Regions from separate parts of the Sus scrofa genome. Here region 1 is linked to region 2. A link is a contact called in public HiChIP or PLAC-seq data. All regions are on one chromosome and are shown on one strand. The core of a region is the stretch at or near the end of the contact, and the rest is flanking DNA. Distances in the headings are between cores, read along the strand shown.

Evidence for each region. HiChIP or PLAC-seq counts read pairs in DNA pulled down with a chosen protein or histone mark.
Region 1: a contact with region 2 is called in an H3K27ac HiChIP or PLAC-seq map of alveolar macrophages. The contact joins two enhancer-like sites. A contact is called at or near these places in 1 of 47 Hi-C or Micro-C datasets (liver) and 1 of 2 datasets of contacts at active chromatin or transcription factors (alveolar macrophages).

Annotation. Positions count from the first base shown.
Region 1 is chr2:103,555,757-103,562,244 of Sscrofa11.1, reverse strand. It overlaps ERAP2 (endoplasmic reticulum aminopeptidase 2), which reads right to left. Exons shown (of 17, transcript XM_021085395.1): 14 at 5,170-5,331; 15 at 4,514-4,654; 16 at 2,473-2,554; 17 at 1-1,794. The coding sequence ends at 1,651. Among named protein-coding and RNA genes, the nearest start is that of LNPEP, 9.4 kb to the left of the region's middle. Within about 2 kb of position 3,659, at least 4 of the 83 cell types and tissues checked have an H3K27ac peak or open chromatin away from gene starts, as enhancers often do. A contact at or near this core is called in alveolar macrophages, where this site is marked.
Region 2 is chr2:103,278,912-103,284,537 of Sscrofa11.1, reverse strand. The region is part of intron 2 of CAST (calpastatin); the gene reads right to left. Among named protein-coding and RNA genes, the nearest start is that of CAST, 25 kb to the right of the region's middle. Within about 2 kb of position 3,042, at least 3 of the 83 cell types and tissues checked have an H3K27ac peak or open chromatin away from gene starts, as enhancers often do. A contact at or near this core is called in alveolar macrophages, where this site is marked.

The sequences.
Region 1 (6,488 bases), core at 2,410-4,909, 280 kb before region 2:
AGCAATGTTTGTGGAGGGCCTATGGTATGCAGAGACCAAAGAAAACTAAAAACAAAACAGGAGTTAAAGTTTTACTTGTTAAGGCTTTTACAAGACATTGAGCCAATGAGGACCGGCACACAAGATATATACATAATGCATAATATACGACACAGAATTATACAATCAGGTACCAGCAGGACCAGCTGAGGCAAAATTGCCAAGTAGGTTTGTCTGAGTTCTCCTAGGTTCCATTTCCTATTTTTCTCCCTCATTTCTAGGTGCCACTTCACACAGTCAACACCTATTTATCAAACGCCATCTGTACACAACACTCATAAATAGGTAATAGACACTGCCCTCCATAGCTTCTTACCCAATCGGTCCTTTCTGGAGAATTGCCTTCATTGCAGAGTCCACGACTACTCCCTTTCCTCTCTTTCAGCTTCAGAGTCTTCTCTCCTTAAAATCTTTTTGTCATCTTTCTAACCTATATCTCTGTGACTACAGATTTTACTTCATTCAGAGAGGATCTCAAAAGGTTATTTTTAAATTCAATGCATTTTATTACATTTATAGTTGTACAACCATCATTACAACCTAATTTTACAGCATTTCCATCCCAAGCTGCCAGCCCATCCCTCCCCTCCTCCAACCTGTCTCCTTTGGTAGCCATAATTTTTTCAAAGTTTGTAAGTCAGTTTCAGTTCTGCAAATAAGTTCATCATATCCTTTTATTAGATTCCACATATAAGAGATAGCATATGTTGTTTGTGTCTCACTGCCTGACTACACTTAGCATGATAATTTCTAGGTCCATGCATGTTGCTGCAAACACCATTATTTCATTCATTTTTATGGCTCAGTAATATTCCATTGTGTATATGTATCATGTCTTTATCCACTCCTCTGTTGATGGACATCTGGGTTGCTTCCAGGTCTTGGCTATTGCATATAGTGCTGCAACGAACACTGGGATACATAAATCTTTTCGCGTCATGGCCTTTTCTGGATAGATGCCCAGGAATAGAATTGCTGCGTCATATGATGATTCTATTTTTAGTTTCAAAAGGCTATTTTTGAGGCTGTTTTTGGATGTGAGGCTCAAGCCAAGAGGACCTCTTGGTGTCCTTGATAAACTTTGACACCTAGTTTCTAGTAATCTGAGAGTTGGTGATAAAGTCTCAGTTTTCCTGAATTTTATGCTTCTAAATTTGATTCAGATTTTCTATGAATGGTAAAAATTAAATAAACTATGCAGGGTGAGCTGAGGGAGTGAGAGCATAAGGAGATGAAAAGATGCACAAGAAAGATTTTTATATGGATTGGATGGGCTAATTCCAGTATACTATGCAAGGTTTAAAAAGCATCAGAAAAGCAAAATAGTAGTTGCATAATGGTAATGCACACAGTCTGTGTTGGGACTAAACTATTACAGCTACATCTATCTACACCTCCACACATCTCCGTTATTCAGGAAGTTTACTTTAAAATAGGCTACTGAACTGGGCGTCCTCCACCCCAGCATCAAACATCTGTCAGCCAGCGATGGTAGCTGTGCTGGCTGATTTCTTGAGGCTTCTTACTGGTTACACTATCTGGAAGTCTGACCTGAGCTTTGCTCACTTCACGCAGACCGTTTGCATCTGATGTGTTGTTTCTATTGACCATTTAAATACTAATCAGTAGCCAGTTTCTCAGGGAGGGAAGATTCTTCTCTAGCCACTTAATATTTTTGGAAATGGTTTCCAAAACAATCTGAAAAATTTCCAAATATGATCCTTGAGTCTGAAGAGATTCAAAGAACAGTTTCACCTGAAAAATAACAAAAGAATTACCGATACAGTTCATAAAACACCTTCTTTTCCAAAGGGTTTCAAAATAGCTTGTGAATTATACAAACACAGGTGCAAGCATTGCTCTGCTAACCTCCAAAAGGTTATTGTCTTCTTCACTTTTTTTTGGCATAATTATTATTTCCCTTTATCTTAAAACAGTAGATAAAGTAAGACAAGAATGACAAATCTTACAAGTGAATACACTGTGGATAAGAAGATAAGTGATTGAGCCAAATTATAGAGTAAGCAGTGATCTGGGATTAGAGTTCTAGAATTCTGAATTCGCTTAAATAGAAAATAAATGCAAGATTTACTGTGGAAATATGTAAAATGCCAGAATGCTTTTTAAAAAGGATAGACAAGTAGCATTACCAACAAGAAAAATATTGTTAAAAATAACCTTAAGCACTCTTCAATATAGTCTCTCAGTGGTGATACAATATGGATGAAATAATCTGACTCATCTCTTAAGTGTCATTTTCATACAGAATATCACAAACATTAGTCCTATCCCTTCCATTTACTTGCTATAGGACATTGTAAAAACAGCTTGTTTTCTTTTAATACACAACTTCAAACCAGACTGCTAAGTCTACTTTCAATTCTGCAGCTTGAACATTTATATTTAAATTGTTAGCAACAGAGAGTCACAAACCTCTTGCAACTCATCCTTGGAAGAAAAGTGAGATGTTGTACCAGAGATGATTATTCTCATGGGAAATGAGCTCAACTCAAATCTGAAAATAAAAGGAACCTCATGGATTTAAGCAATAAAAATGATGGCCTTTTATACATAACATACATACAAACATACATAACATACTATGTATTTAAAATATATAACATTAATAACCATGTGATAACCATGTGCATTACAATGGATATTATTAATTACCACAAAATAACGTATATTCATCTAGTAAAATCTGACAGCTATGGAAATTATCAAATTTTACCATAAGATAAAAATATAAAGTTTTTGAGGAAATATGATGAGCTTGTTCAGCAATATTTATGTTTATGTTTATATTTAAAGCAAAATTCTCTACATTTTTTATGCACCCCATTAATAAAGGCTTTCTGACATAGAATTTCCAGATGTACATATTTTTATTTATGAATTATATGTACGTACTATGTTAAAGGTAAAAAGGAAAATTTAAGAGCATAAGATAAGAAATAATATACATAGTAATATTTTCCTTCTTACACACTAAGGTATTGTCTAACATGCTTTCCCATCTCATTTTGGATGCCACTGTGCTTAAGTATTGTACTTATTGGGGCATCGTTGGTTGAGCTTGGTTCACTGACGCCACAGATGGCTCCCTTCACTACAGTGTCTCATAAAGAGAATTTTTACCACAGGTCAAAGGGATTCACGCTGAAAAGCAGAGCAGAGATACATCTAAATATCTCAAAAATGGTCCCAAGCCTGGGCTCTGCATATGATTGAGCGGGAAATAATTTCCAGTTACAAAATAAATCTACAGCATTGCAGAAAAGTCTGATCATTTCCAGAGGAAACAGTCAGTCATGCAAATGACAAAACCAATGGTTCCAGTGGGGTTCTTAAGATATTTAAAAAGAAGGAAAGAAAGAAAGAGAGAAAAAGAGAGAGAGAGGGAGAGAGGGAGGGAGGGAATGAGGGAGAGGAAGGAAGGGAGGTAGGGAGGGGGGAAGAAGAAGGAAGGAAGGCGGGGAGGGAGGAAGGAAAAAAGGAGGGAAGGAAAGAGTGAATTTCTAATTTATTGTGGATATCAACCCAAAGGTCTGGGAGAGAAGCAGAAGTGTGCTCTTGGCTTACACAAAGCTGTCTGTGAGGACACCAAGTCCTTTATAGCTAAGAAATGAGGGCAAAGAGGAACAGGATGACTGACATCAGCGATGCTAGCTGACGCTAAAGATAAACAGAGCAAAATGCACAGCTCTCTCATTCAGGTTATTTTCCATTTAGTTCATAAATGACATTCTGGATTTGGAAAAGGAATGGCTGAACATCTTAATCTTAGCAGGAGGTTTTCTGTAAGTAAAGACAATGCCATCCCATACATTCCAATGAAATCTAATCATTGATTTTTCTGGGGCTATTTTAGGTTCAGGAACACATTGGAGTGAGCTCTAGTTCTCCCTGAAGTTGAAATTCTAAAGATCTATAACTGATCCAGTTTCCAAGGGGGCTTCCAAAACACCTCTGATTGAATTTCTTTTAGCCACTCTAAGCTTTCCACTGCAACACCTCCCAAGAAGAACTGGGAGTAGGGATTAGCCCTCATCAAAATTACTGAAGTTCTTTTCCTCTAAAACAACAAATAATGTTCCTCTAAAACAACAAATAATGTTTGATGCACTATCCATGGATTCATTGGCTTCTTCTGGGCTGGAGAGAGAGCTAGACTGGGGAGATGGGGTGGTTATGACTGGATTTAACTCAACTCATTCTTATTCCCAGCAATTCTTCATTGCCTGAGCTGAGTAAGAGAAATCTGCTTCTCATTCCTTCTTTTCATTCCTTTCCCTTATACCTGGAAAGGCTAATCTGAGCTAGTGAATTTTACAGTTGATAGACTTCTTCAAACCATTTGAGTAAAAATGATATAATTTATATGCTGTAAGGGACATGTGATTACACTTGGTTTTAGGCAACCGAGATATCTGGGTGGAAGAACACACATTGGCCCTAAACAAATACCAACCTTTCAAGGAGATGGGTCCAATTTTCTTTTACAAAATTCCAGGCTAATTGCTGCCCCTTTGGATTTCTGGCAATCGCATAAAGAAGCGATGCCAAGTCCTGTGTCTTGATAACCTTTCCTTCCATTCCTAGATCAATTAATCTGGAGAAATAAAAACCACTTGAATTTTCATGGTATGTACTACATAATGGAAATTAACACTGGCGACCAATATATTAAAAGAGAGAAAAAAAGCATGATAAAAATATAATGTACCAAAAACCGTGATAAATTCTCTGCTGGCTAACATTTTTTAAAGAGTTTCAGTTAAGCTTTTACTTTTTTCTAGCAGTGATGCTATTCATTTATTATTTCAAAAAATCTTTGATTAGCATCTTATATGCAAGAACGTGTTTTTGACAATAATTTTCCTCCAAGGTTCTACATGTAAAACAGCTCTTTATCTAATATCACTCACAAGATTAATACCTAAAGAATATCTATTTTCACTATTTGCATTTTATCAGTATATCTGATATATCTTTTTGGAAGTAAAGTCAAAACAGTTCAATTCTGATTCAATTATTATGATGTCTTTGAAACGGGCTGCTGAAATTTTAGCAACTTCCTCGAATATGTGTAAATTTACTTTTCGCAATTTGGATAAATTCACTTACTTTATCAACTTCTCCTGATGTTTGCTGGTTGACAATGCATAGAGAATTTTGTTTTTTTCAGCACCTGACAATGAGAGTCCATATTGTTCTAAAAGGTAATTCCATCCTTCTGTTGTTTGAGCACCCACAGAATACACAATCTTTAAAACATCAGATGGGATACTGTAATATTAAACACAAAAGTAAAAAAAAAAAATTATTAAAGAAAAAACTCTTATTATGATTTTAAATTGCTATAACAGAATCACCTCTGAGTTATTTCTAATACTCAGCATATTAAATATTTTTATGGCAAATTTTTATAAAAAATATTTTATGTAATTTTACTTTGCAAATTATTTGTGGTTTTCTTCCTACTGATGATCAATGTCAGCAAAGATAACGGTCATAAAATTTTAACCTACTTGGAGATGAAAATGGAAAGTTGATGGTGTGATAAAAGAGATGACTTCTGAAATATAAAAGCACTGGTTTATACAGACTTCTGTCATTAAATAGCCTATATTGGTGCTATACGATTTTTTAAAAAAGATTATTATTTGCTTCTTTATGTCACGTTAAGAGTATTTTCTAGCAAGCCTGTCTGAGGGTTATCTGACTCTCTAGGTCTAAAGAACTGTAATTTTGTACAGTTGTTTAAAGTTCAGTCATTTTACAATTCTTTAAAACTGATAAGATGCAGTATTATTATTTTCTGTCCACCTAAGGAAAATACCACGGTTTGGGGCGTTTATTGTCCGGTGGGATATTAACTAGTTTTAATTCTAATTGGGCTATGATTTTTAATCCCAAATATCATTAGCTCAATAATAATTGATATATTGATGGCTTAGAAAAACTACAACACAGAGAAGTGGAGATGGGACAGGAAATATTTATCATGCAAAGACCATATGGTAGGGATGGTATTAGTCTCTGTACAACTTATCAAAAACTATCAAAACTATCCAGTGAGATGGAAAAATTATCCTAATTTTTAAAAATTGGAAATAAAGCTTGAAAAGGTTAAGTAACTTGCACCAAGGTGACATGCTAACCTTTCAGAAAGAGGATTTAGAACTATAATTCTAATGCTATGCTATTTCCATTATACTATATGTACTTAAATATTCCAAATGCCTTTAAAACATAAAACAAAAATTAAGTAATTAAATTATAACCTACATTTTGATTTTAGTATATTTTACTGTACAAATTTATGAAAATTGGTAACAAATAAATTGTAAGTTCCTTCAAAGCAGGATGCATAGTTGTTTTGCTCACTGCTTTATCCTTGTCACCACCAGCAATGACTGGCACACAGGCAACATACAAAGCAT
Region 2 (5,626 bases), core at 1,793-4,292:
CTTGACTAAACGGAGAATTGTTCAGAATAAGAACTCTCATTAAAACATAGGTTTTGACATATTTGTTAACAAATCAGTTCCATTACTTAATAGTCACCACCCTACAAAATGAAAAGAAGTATTGTGTTTCCACATGAAAACACAGGCTTTATTGAAAAAAAGTATCTAGAAAAAGACTGTCTATCAAAGGGGAGGCAGATTCCCCAACACCAGCAATTATGAGGCTGTAATTATAAGGCTTATTTGCAAATGTTCTTTTACACCGTGGTTGTAAGTAGTCCACAAACAAGTACAAGTCACTTTTACTATGGAAGGAAGTATGATTGGGTGCTACCACAAACACAATTAGGTAAATAGAATATGTTGCCCCCTCCCTCCCAAGGAACCACCGATAAATAGGTCATAATGGTAAGTCTTATCATGAACACACAACTTCACACAGAAATTCACTCAGTGAATGAAACAGCCCATCCATAGTGGCCTTACGAACACGTCACGGTGGTCACTCTGCTAATTTTTTTTTTTTTTCTGATTATTCCATGCCATTTGTCATTGCCAGATGGGAGTCCTCAAAGTGGCTGCATTGACTGGGAGTCAAGAGAACGCTGGCTTTCTCCTCACTCTAACTCTGCTGTGACTTAACTTCCTCATTTCCTATCCATAAAGAGGGAACAGCTGTCTGCACAGTGTCTTACCTTTTAGATTCAAGGGAATGGGAATGATTTAACCTTGTTTTATGATTCTCTTCAGTGAAAAGAGGGTACAAGGTAAGGAAGAAAAGGAAATAAAGAGTTAGAGAAGTGAGTTACAGAAACTGACCACTGTGGTAAGAAAGGCTATGGAGTTGGCCTTAGGTCAAATTCTTGAAATAGGTAATTTTATGAACAGTAAGAAACTAGGATACTAGTTAAATTAAGTTTCATGCTGGGCTTCACTATTACATAACTGTGTGACCTTGGACAGGTTATTTAATCAGGCTGTGCCTCAATTTCCTCATCAGGAGAATGGGGTTATTGCAAGGAGTGTGTGTGTGTTGTGTATGTAAAATGCCTATATATGTGTTAGTCATCATTATCAAATGATCTCTAGGAGTTCCTGTCATGGCTCAGCGGAAGCGAATCCAACTAGTATCCATGAGGGTGTAGGTTCAATCCCTGACCTTGCTCAGTGAGTCAGGGGTCCTGCATTGCTGTTGCTGTGGTGTGTGTAGGCCAGCAGCTATGGTTCTGATTCAACCCCTAGCCTGGGAACTTCAAAATGCTTGGGGTGCAGCCTTAAAAAAAAAAAACTTCCAGTGCTCTACCTTACCAAATCCACAAAAATAATGCTTATGTAATTTGCATCCCCTCCTATTAAGCTACTTCTCACAAGGTATTAATGAATGTGTTATTCCTCCTAGGAGCACCTACAATTTAAAAGAGGCCCCAAGGGAAGGCAATGCTTAACTCAAAGGTTAGGGAACTTGTGAATGGTGGAATTTCAGACATCAACAACTAACCAACTGGGAAAATATTCTTAGATGATGCCTCCTAAAAATAGCCACTCAATAAAAGTGCCCCCCCGGGGGGGGTATGTATCTTTACACCTCCTTACATTGTATGTCACATATTCTTTGCATTTTTGTATCCACATATGCATCCTTTTTGAAGGAAAAGATCAATTTTCATCAGATTCCAAAAGAACCATGAACTAAAAATATTTAACTGTCCTTGCCCTCTAAGATGTCTTAGTGCTTAATCCTAATTCTCTGTCTATAACTAAGAGATGCACCTCTGTTCAAACACATGTACACACACACACACACACACACACACACACACACACACACACACACACACACAGTGGCAGTGGCAGAAGCCTTACCCTGGAAGCACCTCTTCTGGGTTCCTAAGGAAAAAGACTTCTCCCTTTAAGGTCTAAGCAGAAACATGCATAGATTTAGTTCTGATTATTGCTAAAACACTGTCTTCCATTATTCTTTTATCTATGCTAATTATTGTTCTTTACCCTCTTATTTCATTTTTATCTTTTTTAGGTCTATACCCAAGGCATATGGAAGTTCCCAGGATAGCGGTCAAATTGAAGCCTATGCCAGAGCCACAGCAACACCAGATCCAAGCTGCATCTGCAACCTACACTGAAGCTCGTGGCAATGCTGGATCCTTAACCCACTGAGCAAGCCCAGGGATCAAACCTGCATCCTCATGGATACTAGTCAGGTTCGTTACTGCTGAGTCACAATGGGAACTCTGGTCTTTATTCATTTTATAACCTAAGTATTTTCTTCCCTTGTTAAATGTTCTTCAAGGTATGATGAAGCCATGTCACTACATCTGTGCTGTAATTTCACAATTCATTATGGCTGTATGTTCACTTCTCCCCTAGTTTGTTATTCTCATATATAAAGCTATGGTGAATATCTTTGTACTTAGGCATCAAATAAACCTCTGATTATGAACTTGCAACAAATTCCTGGCATTGGAATTTCCAAGTCAAAAAAATTTCAATGTTTTTTAATTCATGACTCTCAGTCATTTATTTCACATTTCCAAATATCATTTATGTTTTCACTAAAGGAAACATTTAATCATATTTTTAATATTTCCAATCTTATAATTTGTAAATTTTCAAGTATTTGAAGAAAAGTTGCAGAAGTCAAAATCAAGTCTGTTTCCTTAACACTCACAAATACACACTCCCCTAATGTATGGTCATTTAAAAAGACAAAGTCAAAAATGTATTATCACTGCTGAGACAAGAAATATTTTATTCCAACTGAACATGGTGCCACAGCAAGGAATATACTCCTTTTAACCACTGGGTGTCCTCTGAACTATATTTTTAAAATTACACAGATATCACCACATCATATCTAACAAATAGTTCAGCAACCTTTCATCTTATAGCTGGTGTGATAGTGTAAAAAATCAGTTTCTTTTAAATGCGTTATTTTGAAAATTCATTAGTCATTTGGCTTACTCAGCTTTCATTTTTCAGTGAAATAGATGCATGGTGTCAGACTTTATTGAGTCAACTCAGTGTTGTAAGAAAAGAAGCAAGAACAAAAGTAACACGGAGTTCCCGTCATGGCTGGAGCTCCCTTTGTGGCTCAGTGGTTAAGGAACCCGACTAGCATCCTTGAGAACGTGGGTTCAATCCCTGGCCTCCCTCAATGGGTTAAGGATCTAGCGTTGACGTGAGCTGTGGTATAGGTTGCAGACATGGGTGGGATCTTGCGTTGCTGTGGCTGTGGTGTAGGCCGGCAACTATAGCTCTGATTTGACCCCTAGCCTGGGAACTTCCATATGCCACAGGTGCAGCCCTAAAAGGCAAACAAACAAACAAACAAAAAAAAAACCAAACAAACAAAAGTAATAAAATTGTATTCAGAAGTGATTTTTATCCCAAGCACTAAGTGAAACCAAAATTGTAATGTGAATATGAGATCACTTTAGCTCTCGCTTTCCCGTAAGAAAAATGTTTTTCTTTGAGACTGTGTTTGAAGATTTCAGAGTGATATACTTCTAGAAGATAGTAAAGTCCAAAAATTCTGCATTTGAAGCTCAAATTAGACCACTTAAGAATGAGGGGCATAATTGGAGAAAGAAAGAGAATAGGTATACAAACCTTATTGTGAAAAACCAACAAGGAAGTCTACAATCCTAATGAGTAAGATAAATATATGCTTGGCATTCCCTCCTAAATTCTTTCCAAATAATGTCTTTTTTATTTGATATTGTTCAATTAGTAAATGAGTCCATTTACCTATAAACAACTGGCAAATAATCCAGGGATTCAGTAACATATGATGCACCTAGGTCACACATCTCTTTTTCTATAAGTAAGCACTGATTTCAACTTTTTCTTTCTTTTTTTTTTTTTGCTTTATCTGTTGTTTATTATATAAATCCATGTACACTGGAAAAGAAGTCATCTACGCAGAATCTCTCCTTACATAGCACCTTCTCAGTCACAACAGAAACAGCTCCCAAGAGGACCTACAACATCCCAATCTCCAAACAAGGGCTCTTTTTCAGCCCCATAATTCTGGAGCTAGCATCCAGCCTTTCCACTGATGACACTGCAACATCCAGCTTCTCTGACCCCCTTTAAGTGTTTCTTCTTTGACTTGTTCACTGGTTTCTCTTTCCTACCTCTCCATGTAGGCATTTATCGACCCTTGCTTTTAGCTTCTCTCTTCTCTCTCAACACTCTTTTCTTCAATAATTTCAACCAAGCATCTTGGCAGTGAGGGTTAGAAAAAGGAAGATAGGATGGGAGCTTGAGCAATTTCAAAGGAAATATTTTAAAACTGTTTACGATGAGGAAGATTAAACTAATACATGGTCTAAAGTAGGTGACAGAAGAGTCATTAAATAAAATGTAAAAGGAATGAGGGAAGAGCTGCAGGAACAAGGTCCTAGGAAAAGTGGGAACCTGCAACCTACGCCTCCCACATGGTCCAGTGACTCTTTGAAACTACAGCACCACTGACATGCTTCAGAATAACATTGTCCCAGGAGCTGGCAGCGCAGAGCCGCTGAGGGATGGGTTGGTGTGGGGCATTTAAAAAAAAATGAAGAAAGGAAATGAGAAAAAACAGGAATAATATTTAAGTGGTTTGTCCATTAGATTTCCAGCACTTATTCTAAAGTCAGTAAATTTAGCTTCTATTTAATGCCTTTGATTTTGTTAACTTTGATTTCAATTTCATGTGCTATAAGGTATCATCTCCAGAGACAATTTTGGTAGGATCTCAGGTCTTAGGCAATTAGGCTTTTTAATTCAAAGTAAATAATAAAGGATATTTTATTGCTGTTTGATATAATGTTGCTATGTATAACATATGTTCTTTAATAAAGGCAAAATGCTTAACTATTTTATTAGCCATTCCCTACCACTTATATAACAGTTTGTATATCACAAATTTTTAATTTAAAAGCACATTATTTTCATAGTCTTTGTTGAAGAAAGTCTGTACTTTCTAACACTTGGCATATGTATCTGATTGTTACATAGAGTTGTTTTAAAACAAAAGGACTACTATGCTTAATGAACTACCAAACTTCCGTTTTTCAAGGGAAAGACTCTACAATATATAGTCAACAAGAGCATTTGAGTCCTGCTTAGAAATCAGTAAGGGGCTCACTTTTATTCCCAAGCAAGTTCTCTTTGTTGCCTAGTAATAGTAATAATAAGATCCTAGTAATACTACTAATAATAGTAATACTATTAAGGTAACAGTAATAAGGTTAAGCATTTTGCCTCTATTAAAGAACATAAAATAACTAATAATAATTGTAATAATAATAAGGTAACAGTAATAAAATAAAAGTAACCATAATAATAATTGTAGTAGTAATAATAATAACAACAATGGCAGCTAATAGAGCACTTCATATGGCCCAGGCACTGTTCTGGACATTTCATGTGCTTGATTTCATTGATCTTCACATTAGCTCATGGAGAGGCCATTACTGTCCCCATTTTACAGATGAGGCGCCCTTAGTGAAGCAGAGTGATTTGCCTAAGAACACATAGTGAAGAAGTGGCAGAGCTGGGAACAAATCCGTGTGGTCAGAATCCACAGCCTGCACTCAGCAAGTGCAACATGCTGCCTCCCTGG